2 separate regions of the Oryzias latipes genome follow, and region 1 is linked to region 2. The links are chromatin contacts, called in public Hi-C maps. All regions are on one chromosome and are shown on one strand. The core of a region is the stretch at or near the end of the contact, and the rest is flanking DNA. Distances in the headings are between cores, read along the strand shown.

Region 1 (4,889 bases), core at 245-2,744, 59 kb before region 2:
TGCTTGAGATGTGCAAGTTGTTAAGAACTTTGTCCCATTAAGACATTTTTCTTTTTTTTCATTTCAGATGCATCAGGCTGCATGGAGATGTGCTGGTTCGGAAAATCTTTGTTTGGTGTTTAGAGTTTTTTTTGGGGGGGTGGGGGAGACAACGGCATAGTTCAACATGTTAAATTGAAAGTATTAAAAACAAAAAGCGGCGAATTTTCAACAATACACTACAACTTTCTTAAAGCAAAGTTGTAAAAAAGTTTGTGAGCAATGACATTTAATGCAGTTTTTTTTTAAAAATCAATGTCTTTCTACTTTTAACTGGAGCAATTTGCGCTTCGTCAAAGAGATGAAACACAATTATGGTCTTAAAGATTTAAAAAGAGGGTAGAAACAAAAAAAACTTTTGCATCTTTTGTTCTGCATTGGACGCAGTAAATGGTAAATGGCGTATACTTATATAGCGCTTTCTACCCTCTTTCGAAGGCCCAAAGCGCTTTACAGTAACAGTCCCATTCACCCATGCACACACACATTCACACACACATTCACACACTGGCGGCGGCTCCGCTGCCGAACACTGGCGCCGGCCTCCCACCAGAGGCAAGGTGGGGTTCAGTGTCTTGCCCAAGGACACTGCGACACATGGGCATGCAAGGCGGGCATCGAACCTCCAATCTTACGATCATGGGTCGACCGCCCTACCGCTGCACCACGGCCACCCCAAGGCGGCAGTGGTTAGCACTGTCGCCTGACAGCGAGAAGGTTCTGGTTTGAAACCCTTTCATGTGGAATCCGTGTGTTCTCCTATGGCTTTTTTCCTCCCAAAATCCAAAAACATAGACGCCTATGGACAATTTAGGGATGGGTGTGTGGCCGTGCGGCAGACTGGTGACCTGCTTCAGGGTATACCCCGCCTTCTCCCAACAGTAGCTGAGTTAGCTTCAGCGGTCCAGTGACCCCATAAGGGATGCAGAAGGTTCTGAAAAGGGATAAAAATGACTGCTGTGCTTTGAAAGTCAGAGCATGTAGTGAGAGCATTCTTCCATGTGGTGGCAGTGTGGTACCACCTGAGTGTGCATGAGCAGGAGTTGATGCAGTAGTCAGTAAATCAAAGCTGCAGGCCCCACAGAGAGGCTGAGGCAGCAGCTGACCTCTAACTCCTCAGTGGCTGTGCTTCAACGTAAAGGCTACAGTCTCCCTGCAGGAGGGAACCAAGTACAAGAACCTGACGACACTCGGACGCAGCAGCCTCTGAGCAAAAACACATGCTTAGCATTCAAATGCAAACCATTTACAGACTGCCAAAGACAAAAAAAAAAAATACAATTATTCTTTTTTCCTGCCTGCAACCCACCGGCTCAGTGGTGAGCCAGCCAACACAAGCACGGAGCTTTGTACATCATGGCCTAATTAATCAGTCATCACCAACAAACCACAGCAGAGGAGAGCCCTCCAGGGCACGGGACGCGGGGAGTGAAGAGAGCACATCCAAGGAAAGGTCTAAGTAAACACACACCTCCGCCCTGACACCCCCACACCGATCTCTCGCTCTTCATCCAGCCCTCTACGGCAGTCACAACACGGCAGCCATTTTAGATCTATAAATCAGAATGCATGCCGTTATGCCACTGTGTATAACCTTATTTGGCTTTGCTCGCTCTTTCGCTGCAGCAGCGCACGAGTGAAGGGACGAGTATGGATGGGGAAAATGGAGGGGGATAAAGGGAAACTATATATTTTCACGTAAAGGATGTTAATTTCACTGATGAGGAAGCGCTGGAAACAAATGTTGGAGCATTTTTGTGGATGAATGTGGAAGAACGCAGACAAAACCAGAGCGTTTCACTTCAGCTCTGACAGAAATTAGGACTTGTGTCCTAATTTTCGACACATGGCTCATCTCCCCTCAGGGTTAGGTGGTCAGGAGTGGGAAGAGCCAACGACTTCTGAAATGTTAATTTACATTTGAAGCAGTATGACGAGTTCTCCTATTCGAGCAAAATATGTCTGAAAGTGTGTGTCCAGCGCCGAGCTCACTCAGCCCAATCAGCCCTTCCCTTCTTCACGCCTGTCGGAAAGACTCCCATGTCAAAGACATGGCTGAATGCGTGCATCTCTCTCCTCCTCCTCCTCCTCCTCCTCCTTCCATTCCCTGATGCTGATTCTCTTGCCTTTTTCTCTCCCATGTGAGCATAGGCCACCGCTTCCCGATACCCAAGTCTTCCTTGTTTGCCAGCCAAGCGAGAGAGTCTCTTTGCGCCATTGCCAGAGAGGCGACCCCGGGACACAAATAAGACGTGACACCCCAAGAGGGGCAGGGGCGGAGGAGGAAGACGGTGTACTCTTTCCTCCTCACTTCCTTAACCCACAGCCGTGTCGCCTTCCCTCAGAGGGCCTACGGCTGCGAAGGGTTGGGGAATAGACGTGCTCTGACACAGAGTTTGTAACACCCGATGACTCATGGCCAAGACATTTGCAAAAGAACGTGACCTCAATTTGCCGGTTTATGTAATTACACCCAAGTTTATAATTGTTTTTTTTTGGCTTTTATCTTTATCTTGATCTCGTCTAATCTTTATAGGCATTCTGTAATTAACTACATTAAGGCCACGTCGTTTGGTAAAACAATTTCAGTGTTTATGGCTAAAAGAGGGCGCGCTGGGATCCTTACTGAAGCGTAACTGCAATGCCTCAATGCAAGACTTAAAGCAGCATGCAGTAATTTCATAGCTGATTCCACTTTCTAAAGCAACACCACTGCAGTGTTTCACATCATCATTAGTGATGACTTACTGCATGAGCAGCCTTTAATGTTGTCTCACTTGTAATTAAGATTTTAGATACTTTGCATTATGTTACGTGCCGTAATATCGCATTAAGCTGCTTGGATATACATGATATATATGATAAAGAAGTAAAAACTCAGCTTTTTAGATTATCTTACATGATTTTGTCTGTGTGCTACAGTCCCTTTTTATGCAAGTACAGATATTTGGAGCTTAACTTGAGCAAAACGAAAGACCTCAAGGTAAAATTCACCTTATTGGCAGCCAACTTTACCTGCAAAAGAATAATAAATAAACTCTCCTAAGGAGGAATTGAAGGAGAAGCAAATATGTGCCCATCAGCAGAGATTTGGCATTTTAGGCTGTAACTCTCTGTAACTAATGATTATTTTAGGCTGCGATTTAAAATTCTGATCCGGCCGCTGAACTTCAGAGGGGCAAATGCTGCCAATCATTTCAGGTCTTTCACACACGCAAAGTTGCGCTGCAGAATTATAAAAAAAATTAACCAAAAATACATATTAAAAAAATGTCAGAAATAATTTAGTATTTGTCCAACTATTGGTAAAGTTCGGCATATTTTTTTATTGGATTTTCTAAACTAACACAATATTTAAGTCACCTAAACAAAATTAAAGTTATAATGGCAAACAGGAATTTTGTGTTTTTTGTATTTGTAAGAGCCAACCTGAACTCCTGGAGTTCACAAAGAGCCCCTGAACATGTTAAAAATGTAAATTCCCTTTTAAGTACTGCGAACATCAAAGCTGCTCCGTGGAGAAACGCTAGTAACAGAGAGGCTGCCATTGTGCCGGAAAACACATGAAATAGTCTGATGTGATGCTGGTGGACTGGTCCGCAGCGCTGGCGTGCCCTCTGTGACCTCAGAGTGGAAGCGGTGGAAAGAGGACAGTACGGAAAACAAGCAGGGAAAAATGGATGATGAGGAAATGTGGATAAAGGATTAGTTTGTGGACGCTGGTGTTAAAAAAAAAAAAGAAGATTATTGTGCGTTGACAAAAACAAATCTAAGCTTGTTGCGCACATGAACTTTCATTAGGAGAGTCACTAAATCTGCATGTGTGAACAAAAAAAAATAATCATGTTGAATGAAATGATTAGTCTGAAGAGGACACTTTTTTTGTCCTGTACCACTCATCTGTCTCCCTCAGCGCAGGTCAGGCATCCATTTTAGTTGGGCTCTAATCTTCAGTGAGCCCTCCTACATTTTGTGAGCGGGGAAGCCAACACTCCTACATTTTGAGAGAAAAGACGATGCACGTACTTTCGTCTCGAAGCGAGGAGATGCGCGCTCCTACGTTTTCTGCTTTTTCATTTTTTCCCCCCGTTTGTTTGTTTTTCAGGCCAGACAACGAGTATCAGCGTGCAAAAAAATGCAGATCAGACCTGCATTTTGGAGAAAAAAAACCTTCATCTCGATTTAGCGGGGCTGCAGTGGAATTTAAAAATGTATATTTTCAAGATTTTCAAAAAGATGAAAGCAAGTTATTCCACCCCTATTCATTAATTCATCGGACAGCAACAACTTTTTCAGAATCGGAAGGAAACCTGGAGTTTGGGAGCTGTTAGAAAGGAAGATCTGACTTTTGAAAATTTTCCAAAACAAGAAAATGTGACCAGAAGTCTGATTATGAAACCTGGAGATGTTGTGGCCTGTTTGCGAAACCCTTCCAGCTTCTCCTAACCACTTTTAACCCCAAATGCTGCTTTTTCCCCCTCCTCTCAACCCATCATCCAAACCTCTGTGCACCCCTTTTCAAGCTCATTAAGTTAGGATGCTTTATCAGAGGGCACACTCTCCCCTCCAAGGCTCTTTGCTCATGCACGTGCACGGGGACACACACACACACGCACAACAATGCAGCTGGCCTGATAAAACCCATTGTTCATACATGCATGCACACACACATATACAGAACCTCATGTTCATACATTTTTCTCTGCAAACCCCTAACCCGTCTCTAAGCCACCCCCACCCCCCACTCTTCTCCTAATCAACTCTTCCCATCCCTTCTCTCTCACCCCCCCCCCCCCCCACCCCCCACTCAGCTCCAGGGAGACACTTTTCAGCGAAGAGGGAGGGATGGA
Region 2 (4,282 bases), core at 1,680-4,179:
GCCTGTTTTTAGTCTGTATGGCCAGAGTTGCATGCGCAGACTGCACAGAGAGCGAAAACAGTAAAGAGATGGAGAGTAGGAGGGAGGGTTGGGGGGGGGGGGGTAACGACACAGCTTTAACAACTGTAATGAAGAACTGCTTGGTCTGGTTAAAGCGTACCAAGGTCCTAAACAGAAAAAGTGAGCCAGTGCTCTGATGATGGGCCACTGCTGTGCATCGAAGTGTGTCTTCATAAATATCTAGTCGTCATCCTTTGTTTTGCTCTGAGGGGAAGATGGTCTGCAGGAATGGTAGCAATCAGGTAGCTGGGGTGCTGCTCTCTTTATGGTGCAACAAAGGTAGCATTGCACGCTTTTTTTTGTTTCTCTGTGCTTTTGCTTGTCTCTGTTCTTTTTGTAATAACATGGTGTGGTATGTTTACTCACAGAAAATCTAAAAGAAAGGTGTATTCTGCTTTGATTAATCCTTTTATTTCTTACATTCTGTTGCTGCAAAACCGTTCATTCACCTCTACTATCACATGCATGCATAATGTCAGTTTCTTTACAGGAATGACAATCCCACTGGCTTGTATGATGTGTGTGTGTTTTTTTAATTTTTTAAATCCCTGAACTGTTAAGGTAAATTGCATGTGAGTTTGGGATTAGCATGCAGTGGACTTTGATGTGTGGAAGAACCGCATAGCTGCCTCCGACACTGCAAGGATGACAGGTGAGGACAGAGGAATGAGAAAGTCAAACCGGGGATGCAGATAGAAAATATCTCAATTAAAAACAGGAAGCTTCAACAATTTTTTGTTTTAGCAAATGTGGGAAATTCTTGGAGAGAAAAAATAAATTAAAGTGTGCAGGAAACGTGAAAAAATATTAGGTGAGGCAAGAACCTTTCAGAACTTTGGGTTTGAGCTCTTTGTGTTCACAGTGGACCTTGATTTAATTTCAATACAATTAAGGCACGCGGTGAATGCCAAGAGAGAAACCACAGTCTTCGCTCACTTCATAGCAGTAAAGCTACAGAACTGCATGGAAGGACAATCTTATGACGTTGGGAGGAGATGCGGAAGATGAACCTTGACAAATGTACAGATCAGCTCATTTCCAATACATCTAGGTGTAAATGGAACATAGAAATTAGGATGTCATGATCACCAGGCGCCAGTCTGTCCATATACTGGCTTCCTTTAATGTTGGAACAAACAGAACCGCGGGCAGTCTATGAGTGTGGCTCCTGCGGCCAAATGGACAGAGGGATCACACCAGGGGGATTTGCCATGTGGTGACAGAGGGCCACTTTAAAGGTCTGTGTGTTTACGCTTGAGAGTACACTTGCCATATCTGAGAGGGAGCTGAAAAATAAGCTGAAAATGCTTTAAGGGTAGGATGGGCTTCTGAAGAGTTTGATTTCACTTCTATCCATCCTGAAAGCTGGTGAATCCTCCTCAAGCTTGTAGATTTTTGTATTTCTGATGAAGATATTTCTGTAACCATCAATATTCTATGGTTAAAAGTCACATTTTCTTCCTTTTTATATTTTTACTTTAACCGCTTTATTTCTGTTCTGCAAAACATTTCAATAAAGAAATAATGTCCAGACCTGGATTTCTACTTGTTTTTCCTTTCTAAATCAAAAAAGGGGTTTCATCAAATAATTTAAATAACAAGCATTAGTTCTACTTCCATAATCACAGCGCTGCATCAAATAATTCAAGCGTAAATTCCTGCAGGCAATGGAGATCTGAGCTGACCTACATAAAAAATGTTAGAGGGGGGAGAAAGAATTTTTAGAAAGTATTTTTTAAATCTCTTTCACATTCATATAAGCCACATCATAACATTTTTTATGCATTTCTGAGGCTAATAATACACATAACAAACAAAAACAGCAATTAAACTTCAATGTATCCACAAAATTGCATATTTTGAGGGGGGCTAGAATTAACATAATATCAATTGCAGGTCCTCTTTTAGGCTGCCCTCCTCACATATTCAGAGCAGGGAGTGTGCCACATGTGTTGAGGTCATCAACTGTTTTTGGGCCACCTTTGCCCCTGTCTACACATTATGCACTTTCAAAATGCTTGATACAATTTGCAAGACCATGCAGGAAGAATGAGGGGGTAACCCTCCAGTGCAGGACCTCCTGGTGATGGAGAGCAGGTGACCGTCCAACCCCCTCCCCCAGTAAGATATTAACATTTATCATCAAGTCATAATCATGCATGGAAACAATCATTTTTAGCTGTTATTTTCATTTCAGTTTTGAGGTTATTTTACGTATTTGCTTTTCAAAATATGTTTTTAATTAATATTTTTAAATGCTCAAGTAAACCAGAACTATAAAAGCCATTATTCATGTGCAGTGCAGATATATTATTTTTTTCTTCAGTTTGATAGAGTAGGGGGGGGGGCTTTTGAAACAAAATGCACATAAATAAATCTAATTTAGTCATGTAAATAGAGGTCGGTTTGGCGACATGGTGAAGCGTCACTAATGGAAGAAAGAGATGGATGCCTTATGATAATGAGAGCAAAATAAAGCATGACCTTGCAGTGTAATATGAACTGAAAATGCTGAACAAATTTTTTTTATTAATTAAAAATAGTTGATTTTGAATGAGTGTGAAAATATTGAAAATACTTTTAACTCTGAAAGTGTTGAATTGAGCATTAAAATGTGGACAAATTGATAAAACGCAGTACCAGCAGTCACCACTATATATATATTTTTTTTAAATTTAATTTAACTGTGGATGGGGCTGAGCCTCCTCACTTTTCCTTTCTTCTCCTCCTCCTCTGTCCCCGCGGCGGCGTGGTACCCCCCCCCCCCCCCCCCCTCCCGTGCGCGCGCGCTCCCCCGCTTCACGGCCGCTCATTTGCATCCCCATGAGGAGCTGAAAGTGTCCCCCGGGACACGCAGACAAGGGTCACAGGAGATCCCCTTGAGGCGACGTGAGCCATGCACCCCCGACACGTGCCGTGGACCTCCCTCCCAACACGCTCCAGTCCCACAAGAGGGTCACAGTTACCTATAACTCAGCTAGATTTCTACATTTTTCTTCTTTTTTTTTCTGCGCAAAAAATATGAATAAAAGTTGCAATCGATTAATAACCCCAAAAAACTTGAATTGTATATGGTATAAGTATATATCTATTTTAAGTATTTATATATCAATTGACTGTCGAGGTAGAGCGCATTTAAACATTGTGCGGTTATTAGTCGATTGCATCATTTTTGTAATTTAATGCTTAGATATTTTTGCGTGTAAATCTGGAACCTAGATATATAGCAAGAACTCTCGAATTTAACAAACATTTTATCTGTAAAATAATACAAGATTTAACGATTTAGAGTGCAAAAAGAGATACACTTGTGAATACAGCTGCACGCTTTTGAACAAAAAACGTAGAAGGACCTTTGGCGCCCTCTAGTGTCTGCATTTGGAAATAGTTTGATAAGACAGGAAAAGGATTTTTTTTTTAAACGGAGGATTGTTGTCAACTTCAAAGACTTTTTTAAATAGTTGTCAAAACTGAACAATAAATGCTAGATATTAGACCCTTGTCCATACATATTTAAAGTCCCACTCCAATTACCCTTTGATCTATAAAAGTGGTCTTTTAATTCTGATTCTGCTGTTTTTAGGCAAAAACATGTAATTTCTAGGGACATACTTTCCCATCATCTCCTTGCCTATATGCTCTTCTGTCAGCTTACAGACACCTCCAACCTAACATTACAGTTGCAACAAAATTGGAGAAATCAAGCTGCACAGTTTTGAGCCAGCTCAGACGAAGAATACGAAGAACCTACATGGATGGATCTGCAAATAGATGCATCAGAATAGAGCGGAGCAGGGAGCTTGTGACCTGCCGATTGTACAGCACCACTACAAGCTTTATCAAATGGGTTGGGGGTTTTTTTTGGCTGTTCCTGAGTCACAGCAATTTGAGTAAAGAAATGGTCAGAAATGCAATTTCTTTATACATGTTCATAAGAAAAATGTTACAAGACCTTGTTGAAAACCATTTTTATTGGAGTGGGACTTCAATGCATGTTAGGTAAAAGCTCTGAAAATGTTGGAACATCACCCCCACTAAAGAACCATCAAGAACAAGAGGAACTCAAGGTTTTTTGTGGAGCATCTTTATTATGCCACACATAAAAGCCAGTAGTTCTGAGAGAGGGCCTTCAATGTCTTTATTCCTCTTACCAACAATGACATTCCCAAACCAAAAATTGTGATGCGTCATGACAGGAATAAAACGTTGAAAGGATGGAGAA

What was found. Hi-C and Micro-C count contacts between places; a contact is called where the count stands out from the background.
Region 1: a contact with region 2 is called in a Hi-C map of embryo, with 5 times the contacts expected there. The contact joins two enhancer-like sites. A contact is called at or near these places in 5 of 5 Hi-C or Micro-C datasets (embryo, fibroblasts and gastrula embryo).

What each region holds. Positions count from the first base shown.
Region 1 is chr22:9,241,671-9,246,559 of ASM223467v1, reverse strand. All of the region lies in intron 5 of LOC101163534 (peptide methionine sulfoxide reductase MsrA 1), which reads right to left. Among protein-coding and RNA genes, the nearest start is that of LOC110017498, 4.4 kb to the right of the region's middle. Within about 2 kb of position 1,494, at least 4 of the 8 cell types and tissues checked have an H3K27ac peak or open chromatin away from gene starts, as enhancers often do. A contact at or near this core is called in embryo, where this site is marked.
Region 2 is chr22:9,184,883-9,189,164 of ASM223467v1, reverse strand. ythdf2 (YTH domain-containing family protein 2) reads right to left here. Exons shown (of 6, transcript XM_023951314.1): 6 at 4,129-4,282. Among protein-coding and RNA genes, the nearest start is that of ythdf2, 10 kb to the right of the region's middle. Within about 2 kb of position 2,929, at least 5 of the 8 cell types and tissues checked have an H3K27ac peak or open chromatin away from gene starts, as enhancers often do. A contact at or near this core is called in embryo, where this site is marked.